2 separate regions of the Anas platyrhynchos genome follow, and region 1 is linked to region 2. The links are chromatin contacts, called in public Hi-C maps. All regions are on one chromosome and are shown on one strand. The core of a region is the stretch at or near the end of the contact, and the rest is flanking DNA. Distances in the headings are between cores, read along the strand shown.

What was found. Hi-C and Micro-C count contacts between places; a contact is called where the count stands out from the background.
Region 1: a contact with region 2 is called in a Hi-C map of liver, with 3 times the contacts expected there. The contact joins two enhancer-like sites. A contact is called at or near these places in 5 of 8 Hi-C or Micro-C datasets (F1 follicle, F5 follicle, liver and 2 more).

What each region holds. Positions count from the first base shown.
Region 1 is chr7:7,170,933-7,176,172 of IASCAAS_PekinDuck_T2T, forward strand. IGFBP5 (insulin like growth factor binding protein 5) reads right to left here. Exons shown (of 4, transcript XM_027461440.3): 4 at 1-5,240. IGFBP2 (insulin like growth factor binding protein 2) reads left to right here. Exons shown (of 4, transcript XM_027461100.3): 4 at 1-701. Among named protein-coding and RNA genes, the nearest start is that of IGFBP5, 24 kb to the right of the region's middle. Within about 2 kb of position 3,024, at least 2 of the 8 cell types and tissues checked have an H3K27ac peak or open chromatin away from gene starts, as enhancers often do.
Region 2 is chr7:7,106,747-7,111,615 of IASCAAS_PekinDuck_T2T, forward strand. It overlaps LOC106020455 (a long non-coding RNA gene), which reads left to right. Exons shown (of 5, transcript XR_011810502.1): 4 at 214-504; 5 at 908-1,045. Among named protein-coding and RNA genes, the nearest start is that of IGFBP2, 12 kb to the right of the region's middle. Within about 2 kb of position 3,330, at least 5 of the 8 cell types and tissues checked have an H3K27ac peak or open chromatin away from gene starts, as enhancers often do.

The sequences.
Region 1 (5,240 bases), core at 1,774-4,273, 64 kb after region 2:
CGGTGTGGGAGGGAGGGAAGGAGGAGAGCCCCCCTTCCCAGCTGGAACATGCCAGCGCAATGGGGATGCGTCCCCCAAGGGGGCATCACCAGGGGATAGAAACAAGACAGCCCCCCCCAAAACCACCCCTGGCTGCAGCCAGCCCTGCTGGTCCAGGAGGATGGGGCCTCTGGGTGACTGCGGAGCTGAATGCTTGGTTTTCCGAGGGGTTTGGAGGGCTGCTGCCCAGTATTTCTTAGGATCGGCTTAAGCTGAGGGAGCTAAAGTGAACTTGCCGGGGCTGGGTGGAAGGATGCCTGTGTAGATTTAGGATAACCAGCCAGGGAGTGTCTCTCTTTCTCTCTTTCTTTCTTTCTAGATAGGAAAAACTCATCTAAAACCTGCACTCCCAGCAGCTGCTCTTGTCCCTCCATTTTCGCTTGGGACAGGAGTGAGCATTTGCTATTCAGCACACACTTTTTTTTTTTTTTTTGTAAGTACAGTATATATCATGCTTTGTAAAGGCCCGGACACACACGCACCCGTCTGCCCACGTGCACGTTTGTATAGGTTAAAGCCAAGCAATTGCAGGCACTCTGAGAGGTTTTGCACTGGACATGCCGCTCTGAGGACCGATGTGTCTCTGCCATTACTTCACCTGTTGATTTCTTTCTGTACAGAACACACCGACGCTGAGAATAAATAACTTCCCCGTCGCCTAAGCAAGGAGATTTTATTTTTTTTTTTCCTCCCCTTTTTAATGTGGCTACCCTTTGCAAAGCAATTGCAAACATCCTTCTCCTTACATTAAAAGCAAGCAAATTGTCTTAGAGCTTTTTGCAGGACTTTGGGCAGGGCTGGGGGTGGGCATTGCTAACAGAGGGGTTGAGGGGCTGGTGCTGTCACTGTGCTGTCCTTGGAGCTTCTGGAGAAACACCACAGTGGAGTCCTCCTGCTGATATCCCTCATCTGGGGGCTTGAAGCTGGGTAAGGAAAAGCAAAAAGCCCCAAACTTTGCAGGAAAGGGAGCACTGGGATTTGTTGCTATTTTTTTTCTTCCTTCCTGTCCCTATGTTTCACATCTGAAGTGGAAAGAGCATGGATGGTCTGTGTCTATTAAACCCCTTGTGTCCTTGCGGGAGTTTGGAAGTATCAGTGGAGGAGAAAAGGAAAAGACCTCGGGGCTGTGGTGGGAAGGCGATGGAGATGTGTGAGAGGGAGCAAGAACGTATGAGGGGAGGAACGCACCTGCATGCAAAGCCAAGTAACTGTAAAAATGATGCTACCTGTTTTCTGTTAACAGCCAAGGGTGTTCTGCTTTTTCATGTAAACCTTGTGCATGCTGGCTCTCAGCTGCAGTTTGTACTTTTTGTTTTGTTTAGGAGTCAGGAAGTTTTCTTTTGTTTTTCTTTTCTCTTTTGGAAAAGCTGAGCTGCATAAAGTTGGAATAAATTAAATGGGATGCCAGAAAACTGTCATCTTCCCCCCCCCCCCCCCCTTCCCCACTCCCCTCTATTAATAGAGCATGTTTTCTTGCCTGCTGCATCACACACAAATTTGGGCCTGTTTAGCTTTTGCCCTGGGGGTGTTGTAAAATGCCGGGCCCAACAAGTGACACTGGGAGTTTGGCTTTCATCCTCACTGGTCCCAGTTGTACGAGCGGAGAGGAGCTGGTGTCACCCCCATCCCCCCTTCTGGGCCATGCTGCATGCGGTGTTTTTTTGTGGTTCTGCAAAATGCAACCATGCCTTTGAGTACTCTCAAGTCAGCATCTGGCCAGCACATGTGCGGAGACCGTTTCCCTGCCTGATGGTAGCCAGGTTTGGTGGAAAAGGGTGGGTGGTTTTGTCACACTTGGTTTGGTGGGGAGGGGATAGCGGGAGCACCCCGACCAGCCTCGTGCTCGCAGAGCTCTGAGGAAGGGTCCCTCTGCCTGGTGTGGGCACTGCTTTTTGGGGTCGTGGCAGATATTTGGCCGAAGACTGTAAGGGTGAGGGAGCTCTGCTCCTCCCTGCTGCAGTGTTTTAGTTGGTGCTTGTGCCTGACCATGCTGTTGGTTAGCCAGCAGATGGACCTGTTCTCCATGGCTCAGCCAGGTCTTGATGGTTTTGGTCTCCTCTGCCCTCTGTGTGAGGAGTTTTTGGGCTGGGCAGAGTGCTGCTTGGAGAAAAGTCCCCTGGCCGAAGCACAGCGCTTGGGACACACCACCACAAAACAAAGAATAACAACAAACCATGCTATATTCGGTTAAAATCGCAGCATTGAGGGCAAGGCCCCATGTGGCTGGGGTTAACCAGGGGCCTTGTGAGGAACGTGCTGTGGGTGGGCCTGGTAGGCCTTGCCCCTGCTGGGCCTGGGCTGCATGGCCGAGGGAAGGCCGGGCTTTGTCCCCAGAGGGATTTGGGCACCCAAATCCTATGTTTAGCTGTACAGCTCGGGGGGAGCACCCAGAAAAGCACCCCAAAGAGGGCTGGGGGTGGCAAAGGAGCCCAGAGCCCGGCCATGCCTGGGCTACAGTGGGGTCTACTGTAGGGCAAGGGGGGCAAAGAGCTTCTGGTTAGATTGCCCCAGCCTTGTGACATGTCCTCAAGGACACACGTGCACGTACACCTCTGCTGGGTGTCACAGCTTGGGGCTGGGCTTTGGGCTTTCTTCTTGCCCAGCTTTGTGTGTTTTGGGTGATGGGGTGGGAGGTCAGGGTGCAGGGACCCAGCCAGCAGCACTTGGGTATCAAGGAAAGCCCTGTGGGGTCTGGTGTGCACTGGCAAACTGCACTTCTAGTACAGCATACCTTATACACTAGGATAATGCAAATAATATTTAATATAAACAACATAATGAGATAGTTTGTGCAGCTCTAGCTACTCTCTACACCTGCCTGTAGCCATAGCGTGGTGGTAGGGCTATGAATCACTGTCCTGTGAGCTTGGGGGGGTAGTACCCTCGCTTTTGGGGTGGAAAGCCCGCTTTCAGTGCCTTGCATGCCTGACAGCTGCAGCAGCAGCGCCTCCCTGCCCAGCTCAGGCTGCAGGAGCAGCGCAGGCAGGCTCAGCGCGCCGCCTGCTGCCGGCCGCCTCCTGCGCTGTGGGGTGCCCAGCCTTGTGGGGTGACCCCACAGCCTGCTTTGGCCCCCAGTCAGTGGGCTATGGGGTGAGCGGGAGGCAGAGCCAGCCCCGCGTGGTGTAGATGAGGATGGGGGGACGTGGTTTGGCACGCTCCTGGCGACCTCCAGTCCTCATTTGGGGAGGAAGGGGGTGGTTTTGTGTCCTGCCTTGCTTGGGGTGCACGGGGTGATGCTGGCAGCTGGGGTGGATGGAGGGCAGGAGCTGGGGGTGTGGGAAGACGAAGGGTGGTGTGGGTGGAGGGGAGGCTGGATCTGGCATGGGGAAGGACAGGGGTGGTGGGAAGGGGCACTGAGAGCTACCCTGAGGTCTCTGAGGACCACGGCCTGGCTGGGCTGCCCTGCAGGGGTGGTTTGGGGATGCTCCTGCACGCTGGGGTGTTGGGGCAGGACTTCCCCTTGCCTGTGGTTTTTTGAGGCTCAAACATCGTGACCCAAACTGTGGATCTGTTTGGGGTAGCAGCTGGGAGCTCAGCATCACTGGCACCAATCTCTCTCCCCCAAATAACCTGGCAGAACCTGCTGTAAGCTCAGCCTTGCAATTTTCCTGCTGCCTTAGCAGATTGCTCCGGAGTCTAAAGCTCTCCTAAACCCTTGCCACCACACCAGCCCTGCCCTGGTCCTCCCGCAGCACCCTGCGGGGCTGGCTGAGCCTCCCCGGGCACAGTGTGCTGAGGGCAGGGCCGGCACACAGACGCTCCACGAGGGTCAGGCACGAGCTAACTGAATGCATAACTTTATTAAATAAATGCTTTGTCATGAGAAAAGACAAAGATCAAAGAGTAACATAAATTATAAGTTGAATAAATAGTATACAGCAATCTTCACTTTTTAATAAAATGTGAGATTTTTTTTTTTTTTAAGTACAAAATGCTAAACAGAGCATTAAGCTCTTCTTCCATTGTCAGTTTTTCACAAACTGCTTTTTTTTTTTTTTTTCCCACCAGTAAGATTATGAGTATTTCTTGTTTACTGGAAAAAAAAAAAAAATCAACGAAAACAAAACGAAACGAAACAACAGAGCTACCGTATGTATGTAAAGCTATAAAAAGCTACCGTAAAATGTGTAGTGAGTATTGCTTAAAGATTTAAAAAAAAAAAAAAAAAAAAAAAAAAAAAGACCAGGCAGGAAACTCGGAATCTGGTGTGTGTGAACTAGTGTGGGTGACGGTGGGCGACGTGCGCGGTGACGTCTGTCCCAGTGGCAGTGGCGGGCGGCTGGCGGGGCTGGGGACAGGGCACGGTGCGCAGGGCTCCTCGCCAGGGCCAGGACAGCGGTCTGGAAGCGAGGTGAGCTGTCGGTTGTTAAATATACAATGCTCCGTTTGGGAAAAAAAAAAAATCAGTAACAACACAAAAAAAAGAAAGAAAAAAAAAAACACCAACAAAAAGAAGTTTTCACGGGGAAAGGGGAGAAAAAGAGAAGGAGGAAGAGAGAGAGGGAGCAGAGAAATAGTGCAAAATGCTCTTGTACTAGTGGTTTTCGAAGGCCACTGCAGTACAGACAAGGGGTAACCCAGCTGCTGAACATCTCCCCTGGGAGATGTGGTCCAAGGGCTGTCCTCACCCCTGCTCCAGCCTTTTCCTCTCACCCGGCGGCCGCTGGTGCGTGAAATGGCCGGCAACCTCCCTGTGTGCCTCGGTCCCCGTGCCGCGTCCACCCCTTCTGGTTTCCCCACCCGAAAGGCAAAGCGGGTCCCTCCACCTGCCCGCTGAGAAGGGCAGCACTTGGTCACCGCCCGATGGATTTTGGAGCTCGTGGGGCCACAGCTGGGACCCACGTTGTATGGGGAGGACAGGGAGTCCTCCTCTGTCCCCCTCCCAGTGTCAAGGTGGTGGCTGCATCGTTAAGGCCACCACCAGGCTGGTCTGTGTCCCCTGGGAGCTGAGTTCTCCGAAATAAACGTCCTATGGGGAGCTGCCATCCCTCTGCCCGCTCCCATCCCGCCTGTCCCCGGGCAGCACGGCTCCTTTCTCTGCAGCCAAAGGCTTTCAAGTTTTGGGAAATCAAACAACAAAAACAAAATGAACAAAAAAACAAAAAAAGCAAGAACGAGAGGGAGGAGGAAAGGAGGGAGAGGGGCACTGGGGAAGGTGGTACTGGCCTATAACAGTCGGGAGGTTTTGCACGGGGACAGGC
Region 2 (4,869 bases), core at 2,080-4,579:
GACCTCTTGGCTGATGAGACCCCATTATGAGCCTTATGCTGTTTGTTATCCTCTGGGATTTATCACCAGGGGCCACTCTGAGGCCTGTCAGATGTAGGTGCCCCCCGGTCCCTGTGGACTGCATGAGTCTCTCACTGTGCCCTATGGATGTGACGGAGGTACCAAAGCACGATTCTCTCTCTTTTTTTTTTTTTTTTTTTTTTTGTTTTTCAGATGAGACCCTATCATCCAGTGGCAGAGAGGATCCTGAATGCTCAGATATAACCTGGTGACATACAAAATGCCTTCCAATACTCCCGTCTCTCCCCATCTCTCAGCAGCTGGAGGAAATCCATGCATGCGGAGCATGGGCCAGCACAGGCTGAAATACCACCACCATGTTTCACCTGCACTGCTTTTCCTTGATGCTTTTCCATTATTTCTCTAGTGTTCAGCAGCCATGGAAATGACCCGTTGGTGCTGAGCAGAGCTGGGCTGCAAGGAGAAGATGGGAGCTGGAGGATGGTGAGTGCAGGCACTTGTTAATGGCTGAGCACCGCTGTTTTCGGCTACGATACAAACACCATGGTGGTGAGAAAACTAAAACAGGTTTGATGGATCTTCCTCTAAAGTTAATTCCAAACTAGTGCCCATCTGGCCTGCTTTTTGGAGAGCTGAACCCAGCTTTTAGGAGTAACTCAATGAAGTCTTGCACTTTTTTGACCCGTTCAAGGGAGACAGTCCCATTCTTGGTGTGGGAAGGTCCTGTCTGCCCCTGAGGCTGCGCCCACACTGCTCAACCCAGGGCTGGGGCTCCTTTAGCCTTTCTGTCCCTGAGTAATTGCTCTTTATTTATTTATTTATTTATTTATTTATTTATTATCATTTAAAAAAATATATCTCCTTTTTCCCGTTCATGTTGCCCCAGTGAAGAAGAGCTGGTGAGAGGAGGCCTCACCTGGTGCTGGAGTGCTTGGCATGAAAACAACAATACGCTGTTGTTATTTAGTGCACCTGATGTGATAGTCCTTACAGCCGTTCTTCGCTTCAATCGTTTACAAGCCCTGATTTTAGTCCAAAACAAGCTTCCTTGAAATAAAATAATCATTTTCCAGTCTTCCTGTAGAAGCCAAAAGTATTTTAAGTTGGCCTGGTCTGGCCTAAACACAAGGTGGGGAGGGGGTTGGTATGTTGGGGACATTTTAGTAATGAGAGGAAGAATGTGAAAGGAAGGATTAAACCTGGTGTTTTATGTGTATTCATTGAGTCAATTTATAAGGTGCCTTTTGCAAAATATCTTGAGCGCTGCATGAAAAACCACAAAGCAAAATATTTGAAAAATCTGGACGCAAAGCCAACATGTCCCAGAGTACAGCCAGGCAGCGGAGGAGAACCTGGCACCAGGCGAAGTTCTCTAACCACTGGGCACCAGCAGAAGGACATCCGTGGCTGTGGGGCGAGGTGAGCCACAAAGGGAAGGATCTGCTCCTGAAAGCCAGCCAGGAGGGTCTCTGCGGGCAGACAGGTGGCAAGAACAGGGCCCTGTGTGAAGGACAGGGCGGCTCAGGCTGATGTTTCTCCTCCAAGCAGTGCTGGGGTGAAGGACTCTCTGGAGATGGGATGACCCCAGCTGAGCTGGGAGGCCTGGAGGTGACCCACTGCAAGCCCAGATGGTTCGCAAGTGGCCTCCTGATGAAGGATGTGCCAGGGAGGACAACCCATGCTCCCCCCACTGCACTGCATCTTCCCCGGCACTGCTGCCTCTGGCCCGGTTTCAGCGAGAGGCCAATTAGCAGCCCGTTACAGTAATTTCACCTGGCCACGGCGCAGGCACAGCTGTTCGTGGCAAGGCGTGCGTTACGGGATTTTCTCGCTCGCAGCTGAAGGTCAGGGCGAGTGTTGACTCTGGCAGGCCGCGGCCCTGACGGCCTCTTCCAGCTGGATGCGCGGAGCCTCCCCCCGCAGCCGGCGGCTCGGGGCTCTGCTCAGCCCTGCCATAGGGCTGCCACACAGCTTGGCCACGCTCCCCGACCCTTTGGGAAGCACACAAGACCCCGGCATGGCGAGGAGCACGGGCAGGACCACGGTTAAGGAGAGCACTTGGCAGTCACAGGTGGCTGGGTGGACTCCGAAATGGCCCTCGGGGCAGGCACGTGACAAATATTCTGCTGAGGATTTGGCTGAGGTAAAGACCTCAGGACAAAGTTGCAGGGCCTTAATCACGTCCCTTTCTCGATGTATTTTAAGGGTGACAAGGAACTGAAAAGGAGCAGGGAAGAAAAATGGCCACGCTGCGAGCTTTAAGTGACACAAGCCACGTTTTTTTAGCATCTGTGGCATAGTTAATTTCCTGATGCAGCATTTCTTCTGAAAACAGTTTGCTGTAATAAAAGTGAAGGGACACCTTGCCCGGGGGGACAGTGATAAATCTGCTGCACGCAAGGACATTAATCTGCTGTACCAGGGACCTGCTGTGGCTCAGGCTGGGAGACATGAGTGAGATCAAGCAAACATCGTGAATGGGATGGGCTTCATCGCTCCCTTCCCTACTGTCAACCACTTGCCTCTCTTCCAACAAGGAGGAGAGCAAAACGCTTAGAAAACAAGAAAAACAGCTTGTAAAACTACATCTGTTTGCAGTGAGGCCCCAGATAGGACCAGAGTCTGTTTTTAGCTCTTGTTTTTGTCAACTGACTGGAGCTCAAGCTGACAAAGTATCCCCTTGGTTCTTTAGGACACTTGCTAAAAACACTAAGGCTTCAGGCAATCTCTGCTGGGGAAAGGGGTTTGGGATAGGTATCCCTTGAGAATGGTCCATGCTCTTTAATGTTGCCTTCCCAGTGGGGAGGAAGACCTTGTTGAAGCCAGAGATACTCTACATGTCATCCATTTTCCTGATGCACGATCTGCTTGTCCATCCATCTGTCCCAGTCTTGGAAGAGAGGTGGTGATAAGAATTATGAGTCCCTGTCTTTGTGGGGACCCTGACTGAGAAGCACGGGGCAGCGGCACCCACATGGTGTGAGAAAGGCAGCACCACCTGGCTTTCTGTCGCTTGGCTTTCAGGTAATATTTAGAGACCGTCCTTGCCTCGAGGACTTTATTAGCCAAGAGCAGAGCTGATTTACAGCCTGATTTCTTTAGAAGCGTTTGTGTGCCCAGAGCAGAGCGATACTTGTGTGGAAGATGTTAGACTAGGGGCTGATACTTGGCACTGCTGCAAAGCATTGCCGCAGGAGCTGGTTTGCATGCAGGAGGATTTGACCTTGAACTTTCTCCTGCAGTTCAAGCCAACATCCTCTACCCCCTAGGCCTGAAAAATGTTCCTCCCCCTTGTTTTAAAAATACATTTGTTATGTCTAATATCTCTGGCCAGAGCAGTGCTACAGACTTTTACCCGCAGAGCTATGTGGGTCAGGGGTGGGGGGTGATGTGATTTCTGAGTGGCTCTAGCTGGGCTCACTGAAGTCCCCAGTGCACTTACACCAGCAGAGCTGTACTGCTCTGGGGACAGCTTACTGCGGTCACAGGGACGGTGGGTTTACTGTCCCAGTGTGCAGCACAGCCCTGAGAGGCTTCCTGGGCTCACGCTAGGCTGCAGCAACCCCAGGCTAGCTGTGACATCCACACTGCTTGTTTAAGAGTGGGTTTGAAAACTGGCTGAGATACCCAGAGCTTGGACCTGCTCTGGTTCAAAGGACCTGCCAAGGAGCTCAGGCTCTGGCTGTCTGTCCAGCACCGGAGCAGTGCCTTGGACCCACCCAGAGCATGGGAAGCAAGCCTTGTATTTGAGCTGCAGGGCTCCAGACTTCACGCAGGGCATGTGTTCATGCCTGACTAACATAGTGCTTCATGACATTCACTGTGCTTTTGCCCTTTTTGGAGTCAGTACTTACTGTGTCTGTTGGCAAAATGTGTGTTATAGCACCCTTTGTCCTCATGTGAGAGGTTACTGTCACACTGGAAGGGGGGCATCTACTTGCTTTTCAGGGAGAAAAGTGGGTGTAGGGGGTAACTGTGGCAATTTTGCAAGCAGCAGTGTTGGGTATAGGAAGCCACACAGTCATGTCCTTTCTCAGCCACTCCAGGGTGGGTTCTCCAATGAATTCCCAGCAGTGGGGGATCTGCGAGGTGTCCTGAGAAAGAGAAAAGCTCCACCTGCCTGGGAGGGTGCAGGTGAAAGAGCAGGTGTCACAGTGCCACGTGGATCTTGCTATCAAATCTCTCCAGGTGCTTCTCATCACTGCTGGTTTTGCTGTGCCTGGAGAAGCTGATGTTTTCCCACAGGCCACCATTTAAACCTCGTTGGAGCCCTCGTGCAGGCTGCTGCTGTTGTCGGTGCACAGGAATCCTTGCTGGCTTCTGCGCAGCTCCATGCCCTGACCTGTCCCGTGAAATTAAGAGATGCAGAAGCTATTCCTAGGAGATCCTTTGTGTCCGTGTTTTTCTGGGTAGGGCTGGCCCACAAAAAGCCATTGGGATGGGGCTTGTTTCTGCAGTGGCTAAGTGGCTGGAAGAGTTTGAAAGCTGCATTATCTTCCCATCTCATCAGCTGTGCCCTTGTCGCTCCTCTGTTCGACTCCCCCAGCAGAGGCATGTCCCCGGAGCATGGTGTAGCATGGGACAGGCACCTGGGCATGGCCAAACACCCTCATGAAGGCAAAAGCGAGCAGACAGCTGCTGCCCATCTCTCCCTGTGACACTGTATTGAGCCACTGCCCTTAGTAGTGCTGCTCCGGTAAAACCCACCGTGACTGGGAGCTCCACTGGCCCCATACTGGTGCTGGGCTTCCCATTCTCTCTGGCACCTCCTGATTATTCTGGTGTGAACACTGCCCAAGCTGCTGGAAGGCTGGCTTCTTGCTGAGCATTGCAGGAGGAAGCAGGGAG